2 separate regions of the Sus scrofa genome follow, and region 1 is linked to region 2. Evidence: chromatin contacts called from public HiChIP or PLAC-seq data. All regions are on one chromosome and are shown on one strand. The core of a region is the stretch at or near the end of the contact, and the rest is flanking DNA. Distances in the headings are between cores, read along the strand shown. Region 1 overlaps LOC110255634 (a long non-coding RNA gene). Region 2 overlaps LOC110255633 (a long non-coding RNA gene).

Region 1 (4,924 bases), core at 2,074-4,573, 100 kb after region 2:
GACCAGGAAGATAAGTTGACCAAGGTCATGCAACTGCTTTGTGTCAGAAGTTGAAATCAAAGCAAGGTATGTCTGCTACACCACAGTATTTTTTCACTCATCATTTTCCAAGACATTGCAAGGCTAATCCCCAAAATGACATGCTATGATTTGCACAGTCCTCTGCGAAATAGCATCTAATTACACCAATTTCCTGCTAGCTGCTCCCCAGAATTCAAGATGGTCTGTACTTTGCAGACAAAGGTTGTCAGGATGCCAGGGATAAGAAGGGAGGAAAAAAGGCAGGCTTCAGAAGCCCTGGAAAATGGCAGCCCCCTGCTAAGCATGCATCAGCCACACTTTGTCTCACTGAGTTAAAGATGGATCCCATACCTGTTCCTAGCAGTGCCTCAACAGCACTTCCATTTCTCTCCTCATCACAGCATGATGGAAATTGTGCTGCTCCATTTCTTTTGGAGGACGTATTCTTTTCCAAAGAGAGTTCTGAAAATATTCTGGCCACTCCATCAGCTGAGGGGCTGCTGGATTCTGAACTGTGGTTCTGATAGAAGTGGGGTAGACCACCCCTAAGCCAGAGCCTTGAGAAAATCTGAGGCAAAGGACATGCATGGGCTGACTTGGAATCCTGTGTCTACGCGGAGTGCTAGGGAGATTTCAGAAGGGATGCAGGCGTACCCTGAGTGCTCTGGTTTATCCATCCACCGTATTTTAGTGAATAGAAGAAGCTTAGATTTCCTCCGATTTTCAGCGTCTCTCCTCTCAGACAAGGTCTTAATTCATTTCCTAGTAGTTGGGAATTCAGGTTAAATCATTAACCTGTGTTGCTGGACCAGCGTCTCTTCAAGCTCCAAGTTGTTCAGAAAGCTGCTCACCCGTAGGACCCTGTAAGTTTTACTGTGGAGTGGACGTCTGTGACCCTAAAGACAAGAAGAGAGATGACAAACGACTCAATGCCAAGAGGAATGATTCCAGCAAGACGTGCTTGATTAATTTGGAAGAGATAAATTCAATGTGGAACAATTTGGGTGGGTTGCCTTTGAGCAAGGTTTATTGAGAAAAAGAAATTGGAACCCACTATGAGCTGAGTAGGCAGAGAGGAGGGGAGGGTGGAGATTTGGGCCTAGGGAGTGAGCATGTGAAAGGGGCATGGGCTGGACAGGACTGTAGGCCATGCAAGGTCTCGGCTCCAACTGCAGCGCCAACAGAGACCAAGGGACCTGCCCGGAGGACAGCTCTCAAAACCCGGAGCTGCCTTCCTGCCAAAGACACTTCAGGCAACTGGATTTTCATTCTGTCAATAAGAAGAGTTTCCTGAAGAAGCTAAAAACCAAAACCAAAAACAATTTAGATCAATTGAAAGAATTGCATTACTTGACACAGGAAAGGGAGCATTATTTTCATATAAAGATGTACTGCAGCCACTGCGGCCCTTGGGTATGCACCGTGTAATTTTATAAATAAAAAAACCCGGAGTTCCCGTCGTGGCGCAGTGGTTAACGAATCCGACTAGGAACCAAGAGGTTTCGGGTTCGGTCCCTGCCCTTGCTCAGTGGGTTAACGATCCGGCGTTGCTGTGAGCTGTAGGTTGCAGAAGCGGCTCGGATCCCGCGTTGCTGTGGCTCTGGCGTAGGCCAGTGGCTACAGCTCCAATTCGACCCCTAGCCTGGGAACCTCCATATGCCGCAGGAGCGGCCCAAAGAAATACCAAAAAAAAAAAAAAAAAAAAAAGAAAAAGAAAAAAACCCAATAATTAAACTTTGCTTTTCAAGCATATTCTTCAATAAAACAATGTCTTTATAGCTCATGAGTTGATTGCTAGTTATTTATTTTAATCTTTAAATGTGAATTATTGTATCAAAAGGAGAAAGTAGCATAAATGAGGACTTTAGAAGGAGACATACAGAGATATGCATTATAAGACTAAGCAAAAAGCATGACATTCTCTGAACTTTGATTTCCTGGACTATTATGTGGAATACAATACTTGTCTAATAGGGATCCTGGGGCAATAGGTAAGATGATGTAAAAAACACACCTGAGGAGTTCCCGTCGTGGCGCAGTGGTTAACGAATCCGACTAGGAACCATGAGGTCGAGGGTTCGGTCCCTGCCCTTGCTCAGTGGGTTAAGGATCCGGCGTTGCCGTGAGCTGTGGTGTAGGTTGCAGAAGCGGCTCGGATCCCGCATTGCTGTGGCTCTGGTGTAGGCCGGTGGCTACAGCTCCGATTCGACCCCTAGCCTGGGAACCTCCATATGCCGCGGGAGCGGCCCAAGAGATAGCAACAACAACAACAAAAGACAAAAACAAAAACAAAAAAAAAAAAAAACACACCTGACACACGGTAGTCTTTGAATAAATGGAAACTGGAGTTCCCGTAGTGGCTCAGCAGGTTAAGAACCCCACATAATGCCTGTGAGGACACAGGATCGCTCCCTGGCCTTACTTAGTGGATTAAGGATCCAGCATTCCCCTGAGTGCTGTTGCAGATCATGGACGTGGCTTAGATCCTGCATTGCTGTGGCTGTGATATAGGCCTGCAGCTGCAGCTCTGACTTGACCCATAGCCCAGAAACTTCCATATGCCATGGTGCAGCCATGAAAAAAAAAAAATGGAAATTTTATGTTATTCTTATCTCACTCTGTTAAGAGTTTCTTCTATTTGTAGGAGCTGCAAGAGGGACATCCTATCAAAATCCTTAATTATTTTCCTCTTTATCTTCTTTTAACTTTCTTTTTCTTTTCTTTTTTTTTTTTTTTTTTTGGCTACACATGTGGCATGCAGAAGTTCCCAGGCCAGGGATCAAACTGGTGCCACAGCAGCAACCTGAGCTGCAGCAGTGACAACATCAGATCATTAACCCACTGAGCCACATGGAAACTCCTGACTTTCGATTTTTTTTATGCTACAGAATTCAAACCACTGTAGAAATTAACCCTAAAATGCCACAGCCTAAATATTGTCCCCAAATCCCAACAGGCTGTGACGAGACCAAACCTAGATCAAACAAACATAGCATGTGCAGGTTAGGTAAATCCAGAGCCTAAAAACTTCAGTTACTTTAATACAGGTGAAAAATTTTGTCCAACTAGTTGCCCCAACAGAATAACCAGCTGGATTGACTGGAAACTTTAACTTATTGACCCATTGAAATTAGAATTATATCATTACCATCTCACATGGGTTGGCCAGAAATCTGTATAAAGTCAAATAATAAAGGTCAGGGGTAATAGACTTCTATTTTTTAAAATCTCTCTGAACGCTTTGATAGCTGGCTAGTAGGCAGTCACGTGGGGAGAAAAAGGCTGATTTTAGCTGCAACCAGAGAAGTGTAATAGACCCGCCTATGAGTAGGGTTGGAGAGTCAGAATATCGCTACCAGCCAGGAAGATTCTAATGAGCTTTCTATTTTAGAGCTTGCATAGCACATTCTTAAATTCCTCACATTTACCATATTAAGAATGTTTGGTCGTTCATATTGTGAATAGTGCTGCTATGAACATAAGGGTGCATGTGTCTTTTTGAATTATTGTTTGGTTTGGGTACATGTCCACAAGTGGGATTGCTGGTCATATGGCAACTGTTTTTAGTTTTTTGAGGAACCTCCACACCGGTCTCCATAGTGGCTGCATGAACTTATATTCCCACCAACAGTGTAAGAAGGTTCCCTTTGCCCCACACCCAGTCCAACATTTGTTATTTGCAGACTTTTTTAATGATGGCCAATGATGGTACCTCATTGTAGTTTTGACTTGCATTTCTCTAATAATTAGCAGTGTTGAGCATCTTTTCGGGTACCTGTTGCCCATCTGTATGTCTTCCTTGGAGAAATGTCTATTTAGGTCTTCTGCCCACTTTTTGATTGGGTTGTTTGTTTTTTGCTGTTGTTGTTTAGTTGTATGAGCTATTTGTGTATTCTGGAAATTAAGCCCTTGTCGGTTGCATCATTTGCAAAATTTTCTCCTGGTCCGAAGGTTGTCTTTTCGTTTTGTTTATGATTTGGGATGAAATTTTTTTAAAAAGTATCTACACATTCTACTTTTCCTCTAGAAGAAAAACATGGAACACCTATCACCAAATTCAAAAAATTACAGATATATTAAAGATTTAAATGTGAAAAACTAAACAATAAAATCTTTGTTGGAAATTTTTTGTAAACTACTGGTACAATGTAACTTAACCTCGTCTTTTATTCTAAAAGCAACGATGAAAATTGTTGTTAGCTATATAAAAATTAGGAACAATCACATGAAAAAAGATGCCAGGGAGTTCCCATTGTGGCTCAGCTGAAACAAATCCAACTAGTATCCATGAGGATGTGGGTTCTATCCCTGGCTGCACTCAATGGGTTAAGGATCCAGCGTTGCCATAAGTTGTGGTATAGGTCGCCGACATGGCTCAGACCCTGCCTTGCTGTGGCTGTGGTGTAGACGAATGGCTACAGCTCTGCTTAGACCCCTAGCCTGGGAACTTCCGTATGCCATGGGTACAGCCCTGAAAAGAAAAAAAAAAAAAAAAAGATACCAAACAGAAAGTCAACAGATAGGCCATAGATGTGGGGAAAGAGTGTCATTCTTATGCACATGAAACAAAAATAATTAAAAATTTAAAGAGTAGGCAAAATATTTCAAAGTATATAAATAGAGTGCCAGTAAAAGTGTCAGTGTTGTAAGGACAGAAGTGATCAAAAGTATCAGTAGTCAGGAAAATGCAAATCGAAAGGAATAAGGAGATAATTACTTTATGTCTATCGGAACAGCAACAAGGTTTTGAAACTGTAAACACTAGCAAATTTCTCCACTAGAATGCAGACTCCCTTAGAGTGCTATTTCTGTCAGTTTTATTCACTGGCATAGCCGCGGAGTCTAAAATAGATTCTGCAAGAATAGGCGATGCTTGCTTATCCACCATTTGTGATGTGACCAG
Region 2 (4,906 bases), core at 20-2,519:
AAAACAATAATAATGATGCTGAAGTTGCAACCCAGGATGGCCGTGAAGATGCCAGAGGGAGAATGGGAGGGAGGGCCTTGGAAGGACCAGGGATGGATCTGGTTGGCGCTAGGTTTGGAGAACAGCCCGGGTAGGGCTCCAGGAGATGATGCGAAGTGGGAGGCTGGCAACCCAGAGACAGACGCTGGTGAGCAGAGATGTCTTAAGAGTTAACAGTAGACCCGTAGCTGGATGTCTTCATAAAACCGAACACTCTGTAGAGCTGCGTCGAAGAGACATGACACGACGACGAAACCCCCAGATTCTGATGTTCCAAGGTTATCGAAAATGTATTATCATTCAGTCCTTTAGCTTAAAACTGTGTTTGGTGAAGTGTGATTAAACAAAAATAGCTTCATGGAGTTCCCTTTGTGGCTCAGCAGTAATGAACCCCACTTTTATGCACGAAGACACAGGCTGGATCCCTGGCCTCGCTCAGTAGGTTAAGGAACCAGCGTTGCTGTGGCTGTGGTGCAGGCCCAAAGCTGCTGCTCAGATTTGACCCCTAGCCTGGGAACCTCCATACACCATGGGTGCTGCCCAGAAAAAAAAAAAAAAGACAAAAAAATAGCTTCATCTGGAGTTCCTGTCATGGCGCAGTGGTTAACGAATCCGACTAGAAACCATGAGGTTTCAGGTTCGGTCCCTGGCCTTGCTCCTTGGGTTGAGGATCTGGCGTTGTCATGAGCTGTGGTGTAGGTCGCTGACAAGGCTCGGATCCTGTGTTGCTGTGGCTCTGGTGTTGGCCGTCGGCTACAACTCTGATTAGATCCCCAGCCTGGGAACCTCCATGTGCCGCGGGAGCGGCCCTAGGAAAGGCAAAAAAAAAAGACCAAAAAAAAACCCCAGCTTCGTCATATTAATTTTGTTTTGGGGGGAATTTTTTTTTAGAGAAATTGTGTGTGGGGGGGGTGTTGTGTGTGTGTGTGTGTGTGTGGTTTTTCCTAACAACAACGTAGAATAAAAGCAGATTTCATGATGTATCTTCAGAATTGGAGAGCTGGTAGCATTTTTTCCAAATCCCCAAGTAAATGACTTCCTTTTGAATCTAAAGCATAAATCATGATTGTACTTTCTTTCTGGGGCTTCTGCCTCTTGTCAAATTAACAGCTTTCGAAAGAAACGCATATTTTCAGCTGGCCCGCGGTTGAAGCTAACATTTCTACCCCACACTGTTCTCAGACATCTGACTTAGGGTGGATGGAGGGAGGCCAGGCTTTCAGAACCTGCTGCGTGTGGCCGGGTCCCCTTCCTCTGGCCCCAAACAGTTCAGTCGCTCTACCTCGCAGGGGCCGCCTTCGGCTAATGAATCCTTAGCTCCAAGTTTTCCCTCCTTCTAATGAGTGCTAATAAAATGCATTTACCTCTGCTAATGCAACAAAAACTCAGCATTATTTCATTGTATCTACTTAACAAGAACCTCGTTTAATATCGAATTACGTCCTGCTCAGCCAAAGCATTATACCGGGGGATGGGGGGCTGTAACAGGAAAGTATCAAATGCTCTGAGGGACATGCCTTCTTAATATGCCCTGCAGTCTTACGTGATGGCTGAATTCATTTAGCCAAGCTGGTCTGATCCTTCTGCCAACTGTTTGGTAAAATTTACCGCAATGCTAGGCAACCAGTCCCACCACACAGGCTAGAAATATAGTATTGCTTTTCCTGGGACCAAGCTATTAACAGTTGTTTGGGGAGAGGCCACAGGCCACGGGGCAGATACTGTTACAAAAAGGAAGAAGTTTCGGAGGTGCTTCATTTTAGAAAATAGTTACAGCAAATCCAATTTTTATTAATGCATTTTCCCCTAATTGTTTATGGTCTAATTGCAGAAGAATTCATATTTATTTCAGATTTATCTTCGGTGAATGGTGACACCCAATCTCCTATTTGTCTTTGCCGTGAACTCCTCTGCCTTCTTTTTGTTTGTTTGTTTGTTTTTATCTTTATGTGTTTTTAGGGCCACATCCATGGGATATGGAGGTTCCCAGGCTATGGGTCTAATTGGAGCTACAGCCGCCAGCCTACATCACAGCTCACAGCAACAACAGATCCTTAACCCAATGAGCGAGGCCAGGGATTGAACCCGCAACCTCATGGTTCCTGGTCGGGTTCGTTAACCACTGAGCCACAACGGGAACTCCTCTGCCTTCTTTTTTGAAGCAGCCCCTCACTCAGGTAACTATCAGTAACAAATACCTGCTGGAAGTTTTCCATTTAAAGAAGCATGTGGTAATTTGACTAATCATTGCTGGAGCCAATTACCTGTCAATTAGAAAGAAGAGCTGTTATTTTCACTATCCTCAGCAGATTTTGTGACCTGGAATATTCCTGGTCCTCCTGTCACCCGAAAGGTCACATTTAGAGAGGTTTTCCTCTGCATTGTTTCTTAAGGTACAGGATTCTATCACTTGGATGGTTTGCTTATTAAGAAGCGGGAGATACCCTTCTTTTGAGTCTTTGAAGAAAGACTTTTCCGTGGGCTTAACAAGATAAAAGACGTCGAAGAGAGGAAGAGCTTCCGTCCATTTCATTAATATTTATTCAGAAGACTCTACTGTTCTCTATAGAGGAACGGAGTCCACACATTGCTGAGGAAAATGAGTGTAAAAGAGAACAGTTACCTCTTGAGACCTTGTAACCGGTCACCCAACAAGAAAATAGGGGAAGCAGCAGGAACCCATGCAAGATTTACCTGGGGGGCATCAGCTAGCATCCTGAAGACCCCAAAGTCATTGTTGCTCAGTTTCTAACAAGCGGCTTGGGTCAGAATTTACATTCTGGCAAACTACCAAGTATAGTCTCCTATTCTCCCTCGATCCCACTCCTCTTGGGTGGATGGAGTAAAGAGGGACCTCTGAGCATCCCTGCATCCCTGCATCCCTGCATCCCTGCATCCCTGCATCCCTGCAGGCAGGGACGATTCAGGGGATGACTGCCGGCATCAAGTGGCTTCTATAGCATCTCTCTTGGCATCTCAGAAGAGATGGTGGGTATTTCTACCCAAAGGGGAAGTAGGCCTTTGTTCAAAAGCGCCTCTGGATGAGACAGACACCACCACTTTTTTGTAGCTTCTCATTATAAATTTAGTGGGTTTTTTCTTTTTTCTTCTTCCAAACTCTAGTTTCTGACCAGAATATAAAATAAGTTTGAAAATATAAATGACTTCTGAGGATAGCATGAAATAAACCAGAAATAAAGAGTCAATGGCTGGTTCTAGGGGATAAGGAATATTAATGTGAAAATTCACCCTAGGTGATCGAGTTTTCTCTTATTGGGAGACTCTGGTTGTAGACTGTTTGTTTGTTTATGGACAATGTTAAGTAATTTTACATCGCATATATGGATTCCTGAGTATTGATAGAAAAAAAAAGTCTCAGCAGCTTTGTGGTGCAAAGATTAATTAAAAATTAGCTTCATGGAAGCTTAGGAGAAAATAAATCATATATTGGGTTTTCCTTCATGAAAACTTAGACGAATACCCTTTTCGAAAGCCAGTCTTTCCCCAAATGTAGGGAAGACGAGCCTTTGTCCAAATGAAGGCATTGCGAGAAGTGGCTGGAATCAACCAGTTTATGAGTCGAGCTTTCTTTCCCTGAGATATTGTCCGACTGGCCTCATGTAACTGTGAGAAGGAGCTTCAGTTACTTCAGGGAAGAAGCTAAAAAAGGAAGAGGTTTATTACCCCCGCAGTGGGCCAAGGTATCTGAGCCTCCGAGATCCTAAAATAAAATGTAACCCTTCCTAGACCAGGATGGAATATGCCGCTTCCTTTTCTCTGTTTCGGACATTCTGGAAGGGCTTCTTTTACAGAACCAGGACGCAGAGAATGGACGTGTGTGCAGGTGCGGCTGGGTCACTTCGTGGTGCAGGAGAAAGATCACAGCCTTGTCAGTTAGCTGCACGTCACTAAACGTTCAAAAGAAAGAAAGCAAGAGAGAAGCAAGACTCTGGTGAAATGAAGGGAAAGAGGCCATGAGATCTTTTTCAGTTCCACCCTTTGAAGAGACTAGAAAAGGAAGCGGCTCTGTTTATAAAATGAAGGGGACCACGTCGGCTTCGTGTAACTGCTGTTGCTTTGAACACGAACGAATTATCTTCCATTTGTTTCAAGTTGTCGCCTATTTCCCCACCCAAATCCTGGGGTTCCCCCTGCGTTCATTCTTCTCATTTGTCCTCAAAGCCAATCAGCTACTGGCTCCAGACTGTGCTTCTTCCTCAGTAGCTCTCGAATACATCTTATTAATACCTTTACTGAGATGTGATTTGTATTTATTTATTTATCTTTGCTTTTTAGGGCCACACTCACAGCATATGGAGGTTGCCAGGCTAGGGGTCGAATTGGAGCTACAGCTGCCAGCCTCCACCACAGCCACAGCCACAGCCACGTCAGATCGGAGCCGCGTCTGGGACCTACACCACAGCTCACGGCAACACTGGATCCTTAACGCACTGAGTGAGGCCAGGGATTGAACCCATGTCTTCATGGATACTAGTCGGGTTCGTTACAACTGTGCCACAATGGGAACCCCGAGGTGTGATTTTTGAAGCGTGGAATCTACCGTTTTGAGCATGTGGATGCTGAGGTTTAGAAATATTACACAGCCCTCAGCACAGTCCAGATGGAGGATGCTTCCCTCCTCCCCAGAGGGTCCCTTGGGCTTATCTGTTTTCAATCTCACTCACAGCCTCTGCAACTCCTGGCCTACTTTCTGGTCATTTCATATAAGCAGAACCTTACAACACGTGGCCTTCTGCATCCGGTTTCTTTCACGTGGCATAATGTTTCTGAGTTTCATCCATGTAGCCGCGTGTGTCATGACTCTGTTCCTTTTTCATTGCTGAAGAGTATTCCATCATGTGGATAT

The links. HiChIP or PLAC-seq counts read pairs in DNA pulled down with a chosen protein or histone mark.
Region 1: a contact with region 2 is called in an H3K27ac HiChIP or PLAC-seq map of skeletal muscle. The contact joins two enhancer-like sites. A contact is called at or near these places in 3 of 47 Hi-C or Micro-C datasets (liver, psoas muscle and skeletal muscle) and 1 of 2 datasets of contacts at active chromatin or transcription factors (skeletal muscle).

What each region holds. Positions count from the first base shown.
Region 1 is chr10:10,842,263-10,847,186 of Sscrofa11.1, forward strand. The region is part of intron 4 of LOC110255634 (a long non-coding RNA gene); the gene reads left to right. Among named protein-coding and RNA genes, the nearest start is that of DUSP10, 61 kb to the right of the region's middle. Within about 2 kb of position 3,324, at least 1 of the 83 cell types and tissues checked has an H3K27ac peak or open chromatin away from gene starts, as enhancers often do. A contact at or near this core is called in skeletal muscle, where this site is marked.
Region 2 is chr10:10,739,997-10,744,902 of Sscrofa11.1, forward strand. All of the region lies in intron 1 of LOC110255633 (a long non-coding RNA gene), which reads left to right. Among named protein-coding and RNA genes, the nearest start is that of DUSP10, 160 kb to the right of the region's middle. Within about 2 kb of position 1,270, at least 4 of the 83 cell types and tissues checked have an H3K27ac peak or open chromatin away from gene starts, as enhancers often do. A contact at or near this core is called in skeletal muscle, where this site is marked.